2 separate regions of the Hordeum vulgare genome follow, and region 1 is linked to region 2. Evidence: chromatin contacts called from public Hi-C data. All regions are on one chromosome and are shown on one strand. The core of a region is the stretch at or near the end of the contact, and the rest is flanking DNA. Distances in the headings are between cores, read along the strand shown. Region 1 holds the start of LOC123443778 (mitochondrial outer membrane protein porin 3). Region 2 holds the start of LOC123443775 (serine/threonine-protein kinase PBL34-like).

Evidence for each region. A called contact is a pair of places that touch in the nucleus more often than the background predicts.
Region 1: a contact with region 2 is called in a Hi-C map of seedling, with 2.5 times the contacts expected there. The contact joins the promoter of LOC123443778 here to the promoter of LOC123443775 in region 2. A contact is called at or near these places in 3 of 6 Hi-C or Micro-C datasets (leaf and seedling) and 1 of 1 datasets of contacts at active chromatin or transcription factors (embryo).

The regions. Positions count from the first base shown.
Region 1 is chr3H:335,164,694-335,168,862 of MorexV3_pseudomolecules_assembly, forward strand. It overlaps LOC123443778 (mitochondrial outer membrane protein porin 3), which reads left to right and starts at 1,464. Exons shown (of 6, transcript XM_045120305.1): 1 at 1,464-1,673; 2 at 1,769-1,836; 3 at 2,399-2,509; 4 at 2,702-2,791; 5 at 2,890-3,098; 6 at 3,262-3,837. The coding sequence starts at 1,631. The coding sequence ends at 3,568.
Region 2 is chr3H:334,599,308-334,604,026 of MorexV3_pseudomolecules_assembly, forward strand. LOC123443775 (serine/threonine-protein kinase PBL34-like) reads left to right here and starts at 3,181. Exons shown (of 6, transcript XM_045120303.1): 1 at 3,181-3,673. The coding sequence starts at 3,484.

The sequences.
Region 1 (4,169 bases), core at 214-2,713, 560 kb after region 2:
CGCAAATGCGCATAGCTTGCATATAATTCCATTGATAGAATAAGTTAAGGGTGAATACAATAGGCGGTACAAAAAATGGAATGAACGCATGAGGCATGAACATGGTGCGCGAAGCAAAGAGGCATGTGATGCTCGACAAAAAAACATAGCTAAACTTGGGAAGTAGCCAAACCAAACCAATATGGCAACCACCATCTCTAAATACATCGCTAAGGATGCAACGAGCAAACAAGACAGTGCCTCAACGAAGGAGAACGACACCGAAACGTCGTCGCGTGGTCCGAATAACTGGACCTAGAGTTTCCCGTGATGCTTGAAGGTGGCACGAATGAAATTGGACAAGAACAAATTTGATCCCAACATTTTTAATGTGATCTGTTGACCAACAACCATGTCGTACACATAGCATTAAACAATGGCGCATGGCTGAAAGCATGAATGATATGAACCTTGAAAATAGCCAACCATCTAACTTCGTTGATCAACTCTTCAAGTTCCTCTCCGAAATCAAGATCGGTCTCCTCCTTACCGCATAGGTTTAGGCCTTTAAAGGGATCCTTTAGGCTTGGTTCTAGGGCCCCTACCCATACTCCTCCTCCTTCTCCTCGGATCTTCATCTGTATCTACTTCCTTCTCCTCTCATCATCCTTCTTCTCCTGAAGTGAGACAGCGCTTCCTCCAAGATACGACTTATCTTCATGAATATCCTCACATTCGTCTACCTTCTTCTCCCCATCGTCACCATCTGTGAGAAGCAGTGGCTACGCCATACAGATGAATGACAAAGAACCCTAATGGACTCCGATGTAGCTCGTCGGAGCAAGGGTAAACCCTAGGGGGAAATACAATCAAGCATAGGTGGGGGATAGCAAATGGCGACCCCGATCAAGCAAAACGGCATGTCTGATATGACTATGAGCTTCAGAATTTAAAGTTATACATTCGAACCCAAGTGAACAACTACCAAAATAACTAGACCTAAGAATAAAGTCTTTAATGATGGGTAAGAGCCTCCGGAATCACCTTTGATATCAGCCAGAATTTGTTTTTCAGTCACCTGCAATAACCACCTTAGCCATCATCTAACCCCGTGGTTCGCGCGCAACTACTCCCTCCGTTCCTAAATATAAGTCTTTCTAGAGGTTCAACTAATGGACTACATACGGATGTATATAGACATACTTTAGATTCATTCATTTTGCTCCGTATGTAGACACCTAATGAAATATCTTAAAAGACTTATATTTAGGTACGGAGGGAGTAGTACAGTATATTTTTTCTTGAAAAAATACGGAGTAGAAAAGAAATAGTCCTCCGATCCACCACCACGCCACGCGCGGCATGAGGAGGGTGACGAGGTCCCTCTCCCTCCACGTTGCCGACGCGGGGGTCCCACGACAGCTTGCTCGGTCCCGCCCAGCACGACGCGACACGAGCACACGAATCATCCAAAATCACGGGAAACACAGACATTTTGTAAAGTGGAAACGGTAGGGGCAAGATCTGCCACGACTCCATTTTAACTGGTCGCCGCAGCCTCCGCACGGCGCTGCCGCTTCTTCCCTGCGATCTCTCTCCCGCTCTCTTCTCCCCACCACTGACCACCAATTCGTCTCCGTCGCCGGCCGCCATGGCTCCGGGCCTCTACACCGACATCGGGAAGAAGACCAGAGGTGCCGCCAGCCTCTCTTCCCTCCTCTGATTCTGATTCTGATTGCTTCTCCGGTGCCGATCTTGATGATGCTGTCATGTGATGGTTTGCACGCAGATCTGCTCTACAGGGACTACTGCACGCACCAGAAGTTCACCCTCACCACATGCACCCCCGAGGGCGTCGTGAGTACCACTATCATCCTCTCCCCCGCGCTTCTTCCGTAGCGATCTCACTATTTTGTGTCCCGTAGAGCAGCGTCTCGGTTACGGTCCGCGTCGCATTCCCCACATTGATCCACTACTTACTCTGCAAATGCATGTTAGAATCAGGCCCCGCCGATCTCTATTTTGTGCCTCTGTACCGCCGTTGCCCTGCCGACACAGATCGCCGCCGTGTGCCACTCTGTCGAGCTCTTCTCATTCCGTGTGACTATGGATGGACCCTCATGTGTTACCATACCAGGGTATTAAATCTCTATTTAGGGACCATCTCTTCACTCTCGCAGCGAGCTGCCAGAACTTCCCTATTTTCCCTTCCACGGATTGTGCATCTTTTGATTCCTTTAGACGAAGCATTTCTTGAGGAGATGAACTCATGATGGCTTAGGTAACCATGTCTCTCGATATGATTTATGCGCTCCATATTGATGGTTTGGTTTTACCTGTATGGCTTCGGTAACCGTGTCTCTGTCTAGTATTTGTGCGCTAGCGCTACTACATATTAATGATTTTGGTTTACCTACAGGCAATCACAGCTGCAGGGACTAGGAAAAACGAGTCAATCTTTGGCGAGCTTCAGACCCAGCTTAAGAACAAGAACTTGACAGTTGATATCAAAGCAAACTCAGAGTCAGATGTAAGCCGCCTCTGCTCCAACTCTCCCTTTTTCTCTCACATGAATCATGTATAAACATCTGATTGCTTGTTTTTCCTTGATGTTATTTCTCACATATTTGGCTTTTCTGTTATGCTTCATAATATTAATTCACAGCAATGTACAGTTCTCGAGATTTGTTTGATTCGCTGATGAATATTTCACATCTTCCAGCTTCTGACAACATTCACAGTTGATGAGTTTGCAACTCCAGGGCTCAAATCAATTCTCAGCTTGGTTGTTCCAGACCAGAGGTCAGGGAAGGTATAGTTTTCTTATCACTCCGTTTGCTTAAACTTCTAATCTGCAATATGGTGATCACCGCGATAGGAGATTTAATTTGTATTTTTCTGCCTTGACAGCTTGAACTCCAGTATCTCCATGAATTCGCCAGTGTGAATGCAAGTGTTGGGCTGAACCCCAGCCCTATGGTTAACCTTTCTGGTGTATTCGGAAGCAAAGAACTATCAGTTGGTGTTGACGTTTCATTTGACACGGCAACTAGCAATTTCACTAAGTACAATGCTGCTTTAAGCCTCGCATATCCGGATCTTATTGCTTCACTCCACCTGTAAGTATCTTCTCTATGCGCAGCTATCATATGTAGTAATTCTTTCAAGATTGATAGATAATGCTGATTAGCAATCTGGTTCCATACTGAGGTGTCAAGTGAGGTGCTTCATCGATATTATAGTAGCATTTGCTCTGGTAATGAACTTTCAAATCTCATCCAGGAACAATCATGGTGACACCTTGACTGCGTCTTACTACCACTTAGTAAAGTCACATTCAAGCACTGCTGTTGGAGCAGAGCTGTCCCACAACTTCCCAAGGAACGAGAGCACATTGATATTTGGATCGCAGCACTCATTGGACCCGCACACCAGTGTGAAGGCACGCTTCAACAATTATGGCATGGCCAGTGCCCTTGTCCAGCATGAATGGCGACCAAAGTCACTCGTCACCATCTCCGGCGAGGTTGACACCAAGGCAATTGAGAAGAGCACAAAAGTTGGTTTGTCATTGGTGCTAAAGCCTTGAGATGCATGGCTGGGACCAATGTTTTGGAAAGAAAAACAGTTCTGCTGGATTGGAATAACATGGCCCCAGGCCATCTCTTGGTGCATTCATTTTGATCTTGAATTCCTCCTTTGTCCACATAATCTGTTTCCTAGGCAAATGTTAGCCTTGACGAGCTCATTGTTTTGATTTGATGAGCAGCGCCTGTCAATAATTTCTGGTGATTAAGATCTATTGTGAATCTTGTAAAATGTGACTGATTGACGGTTACGGACAAGTGTGTTCATTCATTCCTTGATGCCCTTGTTCCAGTTGATCCACTTGGATGTGTGTCCTCGTCTATGCATGCTTACAGAAGTACCGAGACTACATACGGATCAAAATAGATGAATGAAGTACTGAGACTACATACGGATCAAAATAGATGAATTGAATCTATATTTTAAAATATGTCTATATATATCCATATGTAGTCTTCTGGTGTAACCTCTTAAAAGACTATACTGTATTTAGGAACAGAGAGAGTAGTAACATTGTTTGAGGAGCTGCGTGTTGTGGTATACTGGTAAACGATACTAGAAGCTAAAGAACAAAACCTGGAACAAAAGTTATCATACTTGGG
Region 2 (4,719 bases), core at 1,931-4,430:
CAAAATTTTAGCCCGATCGGAGTTATGGATCTCCGGGAATTTAGAAAACGATGAAGGACCAGAAAACAGAACACAAAACAGAAGAGAACAGAGAGGGAGATCCAATCTCGGAGGGGCTCCCGCCCCTCCACCGCCATGGAGGCCATGGATCAGAGGGGGAGCTCTCCTTCCATCTAGGGGGAGGCCAAGGAAGAAGAAGAAGAAGCAGGGGGTTCTGTCTCCCTCTCTCCCGGTGGCGCTGGAGTGTCGTCGGGGCAAGGAGCGTGACGATGATATACATCAACAATCTTGCCGCCGTCAACACCAACTCCCCCCTTCTATGCAGCGATGTAACGCCTCTTTTCCCGTGGCAACTCTCTACTTAAACATGGTGCTCAACACTACATACTATTTCCCAATGATATGTGGCTATCCTATGATGTTTGAGTAGATCCGTTTTGTCCGATGGGTTAATTGCGATATGAGTTGTCTGTTGATATGGTGTTGTCTAAGGTTCCTTCCGTGGGGCGCAGACGTGAAGGATACACGCTGGAGGGTTTGCAATATGTTTATGATTCGCTTATAGTGGGTGGCGAGAGTGACAGAAGCTTACACCCAAGTAAGGCAGTTGTGCGCGTATGGGAGTAAAGAGGACTTGATGTTTAATGCTATGTTTGGGTTTACCTTAATTATTTCTAGTAGTTGCAGATGCTTGCTAGAGGTCCAACCATAAATGCATATGATCCAAGTACGGAAAGTGTGTTAGCGTATGCCTCTCCCTCATTGCACATAATAAGTATTTTTCATGTTATATTAAATTGCCTATGGACAATCTTTTTCTTGCGTTACACAAAAAAGGCTTTCTACTAAACAGTCCCAAACTTTTTTTACTTGCTCTTTATTTTTCTGCAAAATAGTTTCATATTTGTTCTAGGTAAAGTAAGCGTTTGCGCGTGTAGAGTTGTATCGGTGGTCGATAGAACTTGAGAGAATATTAATTCTACTTTTAGCTCCTCGTTGGGTTCGACACTCTTACTTATCGAAAAAGGCTGCAAATGATCCCCTACACTTGTGGGTTATCAAACCTCAAGGCGTCGTAGATGCTACTCAAGCTCGACATTGCGAGGGCGTTCGACTTAGTGTCATGGCCTTTCCTCCTTGATGCATTGCGGCACCTTGGATTCGGGGATTGCTAGCGCGAGTGGATATCCATCTTGCTCTCCACATCGTCTAGGAGGGTGCTCGTCAACGGCGTCCCCGGGCCACTAATCCAGCATGCATGTGGACTCCGGTAGGGGGACCCGTCTCCCCGATGATCTTCGTCCTTGTCATCGATGTGCTCAACTTGCTATTCAACGGGACATCGAGCAGGGCTGCCTTCACAGGCTGACTACGAGGCACCTGGCATCCAGTGTCTCTCTCTTCGCGGACGGTGTCGTCATCTTCTGCCACCCCGATGCCCATGATATCCGCACCGTCTGAGGCGTGCTCGACACGTTTGGCATGGCTTCGGGCCTTCGCACAAACTTCGCCAAGTGCTGCACCTCACCCATCCGCTGCATCAACGAGCACGTCAACACGATCGCGACCGAGATGTCCTGCCCAATCGCCTAGTTCCCGGTGAGGTACCTCACCCTCCCGCCATCCGTCTGCAAGCCATCCACATCGTACCTGATGCCGCTTGTCGAGCGATCGGAGAAGAATCTCTCTACTTAGCTCGGTTCCATGCTCTCTCTTGGGGACCGCCTCGCCCTTTGTCGGCATGTCCTCTCCCCCATGCCCATCCATATCCTAGTCGCCATCGCCATCAACAAGACCATCCTCACACGTGTGAACCGGATCATCTGTGGTTTCTTGTGGTTGGGCTCAAGGACGCGCAAGATGGACAGTGTCGCGTGAACTGGGACCACGTGTGCCGCCCTGCTTTCCTCGGAGGCATGGGGATTCGTGACCTGCAGTGCACCGGTGTTGCGCTACATGTGCGGTGGCTATGGCTCCAGCGCACCGACGCGTCGTGCCCCTGGAGCCAGCTTCACCTCCCACACGACCCCGCGGCCTTGGAGATATTCCGCGCCTCCACTTCCTGGGAGGTACGAGATGGGCGGACTTGCAAATTCTGGACCGACCCCTGGCTTGATGGCAAGGCCATCTCAGAGCTCGCACCGCTAGTCTATGCGCTGGTCCCTAAACGCAGTCGTCGAGACCGGACGGTGACAGAGCGGCTACCTGGACGCACTTGGGTGTGCGACATTGCTGGCGCCCTGGGCCCTGCGGCCCTTGTGCAGTACGTTGAACTCTGACGCATGATGCGTCATAGAACTCTTAAGGCTGGCCCGTACGAGCTGCGCTGGAGGTGGACGGAGTCCGGCATGTACTCGGCCAAATCCTGTTACCTGACCCTCTTCCACGGCTCTACGCTTGATGCATCGTGGAAGTTAACATGGAAGAATTGCCCCCCCCCCCACGCATCATGGTCTTCATGTGGCTTGCCTTTGGAGGATCTTTGTTGGACGGCGGGCCGCCTCGCTCGACATGGGCTGCCACACAACGACATGTGTGCACTCAGCGATCAGGCTACCGAAGACATACATCATCTGTTCGCTGCCTGCCCGTTCTCGCGACATGTATGCCACGAGGTCCTCTCATGGTGTTGCTCGACTGCTATGATCCCGAGCCCGGACACACCGTTCGTGGAATGGTGGACTACCGCATGCTCCACATCCCCCGCCGCCCTCCCAAAAGAGCTCAACTCCATCATCGCACTCACTCCATCGACAATCTAGAAGCATAGGAACGGTTGTATCTTCGATCACCTTCAGCCACGAGACTATTACAGCGCATTCAAGAAGACGTGCGCCTATGGGCTAGCGCCGGCGCCAACGGCTTGGCAATCATGATTTCTAAAAGGTAGAACTCTTTTGATGTACCCGGGACGAGCAACCCGTGTCTTTTTTGACCCATGTCGGCTGTATATGCGTGGGTCTTGTAACCGAGAACTGTACTTTTTTACCTGTCATATCAATGCAATGATAAATAATCTTTGCGTATTCGTGAAAAAAGAAAGAAAGAAAAAACTGTGTATTTTTCATAGGGGCGTTGGGCTAAATCGTATCAGAAACGGGCGCTCCTGTGTGGCTGTGTGGAAGGCGGCCATAAAGAAGCGACCAGCGTTCCGGTCGCAGCCTCCTCCTTCCTCGTCGCCCAGCCCTCGGTCTTTGGTCTTTTGCCAAATTCCCACTACCTTGCCCGCACTGCCCGAACCCGAATCCTTTCCTGCAGCCTACCCTTTCCCCTGCCCCGACACCCCCACCCCTCTTCACACTCTCTCGCTAGTTCCTTCCCTGCTTCTCCCTTCCGCTCGTCCCGATGCTCGCCTCCTCTTCCGCCGGAGGCCGCGCGGGCGGCTTCCATTGCCGCGCCGAGAAGCAATGGGGACGCTGCTGCTGAAGGTCTTCTCTGTCGGTCGGTGCGCGGGGCGGCGGCGGCGGGTGGGTTGGATAGGAGATGGGGAAGGAGGGGACGCGGCGGGGCCAGGATGTGAGGCGGCGGAAGGGGAAGGAGGCGGCAATGGACGAGGAGGACGCGGCGCCTCCGACTGGTTGCTGGATCCGGCTACCGCGACTGGGCGGCGGATGCATGTCGTCGGGCTCCAAGGTCGACTCCTCCACCAGCGGAGCCTGCGCCAACGCCAGCGGTAAAATGCTCTCACTCCTACCAGACATCGTGTTTACTTCCCGGTCTGCTTCCCTGCTCTCCAGCACTACCAGCCGCCTAGGCTTTCGCGTCTGTTAATACCTGGTGCTTGCCCGTACGTTTGATTGATTGCTCGGGTGCTGTGTGTCTTGTCTTTGAGCACTCAAGATGGCAGATGCCTGAACTTTTTTATTCTATATCTTTTGAAGTTAAGTTGATGGCGATGGGAGCGTTGTATGATGAAATTGGATGTGTTGCTGTGCTCTGGTGGGTGGTATTTAAGGGTGGTTGGTATGGTGTGGGGTGGCTTGGGATGAGATGTTTCTGCTTTATTTACGTGCGCTGGTACATCATGAGATGATGTAAACTGAATGTTGTGCCATGTTTGAGTGCTGCCATAACCCATTTAGAGACATTAAAACCGTACAACTTTCCATCCATCTCAGGCTATTAGCGATGACAGCCATTGGATCTTCAGTTCTCGTCCCCCTTGGCCGTCCGATTTTGTCAAAAATCCCATGTCGTCTCGCTTTGGTTTGCTAAGATCGAGCGGTATCTGTGATAGGCTGCTGCTCCAGCAACTATTTCGGGGGCCTGCTGTTAAATTGTTAGTATAAAAGGGCGTGGCTTACACTTGTGGGGTTAAGTTTGCGGGTTGCTGGTAATAGGGGATTCCGTAGTGGTTGAAGCAGGAGTACCTCAGGTAAAATGCAAGGTGATGTTTTGTTGCTGCAGGAGTGGTGATTACTGACTAGGAGGAGCTGAAGCGACGCTCAAATGTCGTTAAATTCAGTGCTTGTCTATTTTTGTCCGTACGCTTTTAGACACATACAATTAATTACCATTTGGCCACGTGGTATTATGCATATTTGATATTTCTCTGTAATTAAGTACGTTAGGCAACTTTTGTTGCAAGATTTAACATTTAGGGTTCTATTTATGCATGCTTCAGAATATGAACAAACGGATACGTCCAAATGAAGTATCAATTGAAATGCTCAAGCAGGAAACACTAGTTATAGTTATGGTATATGGACACAAACTAAA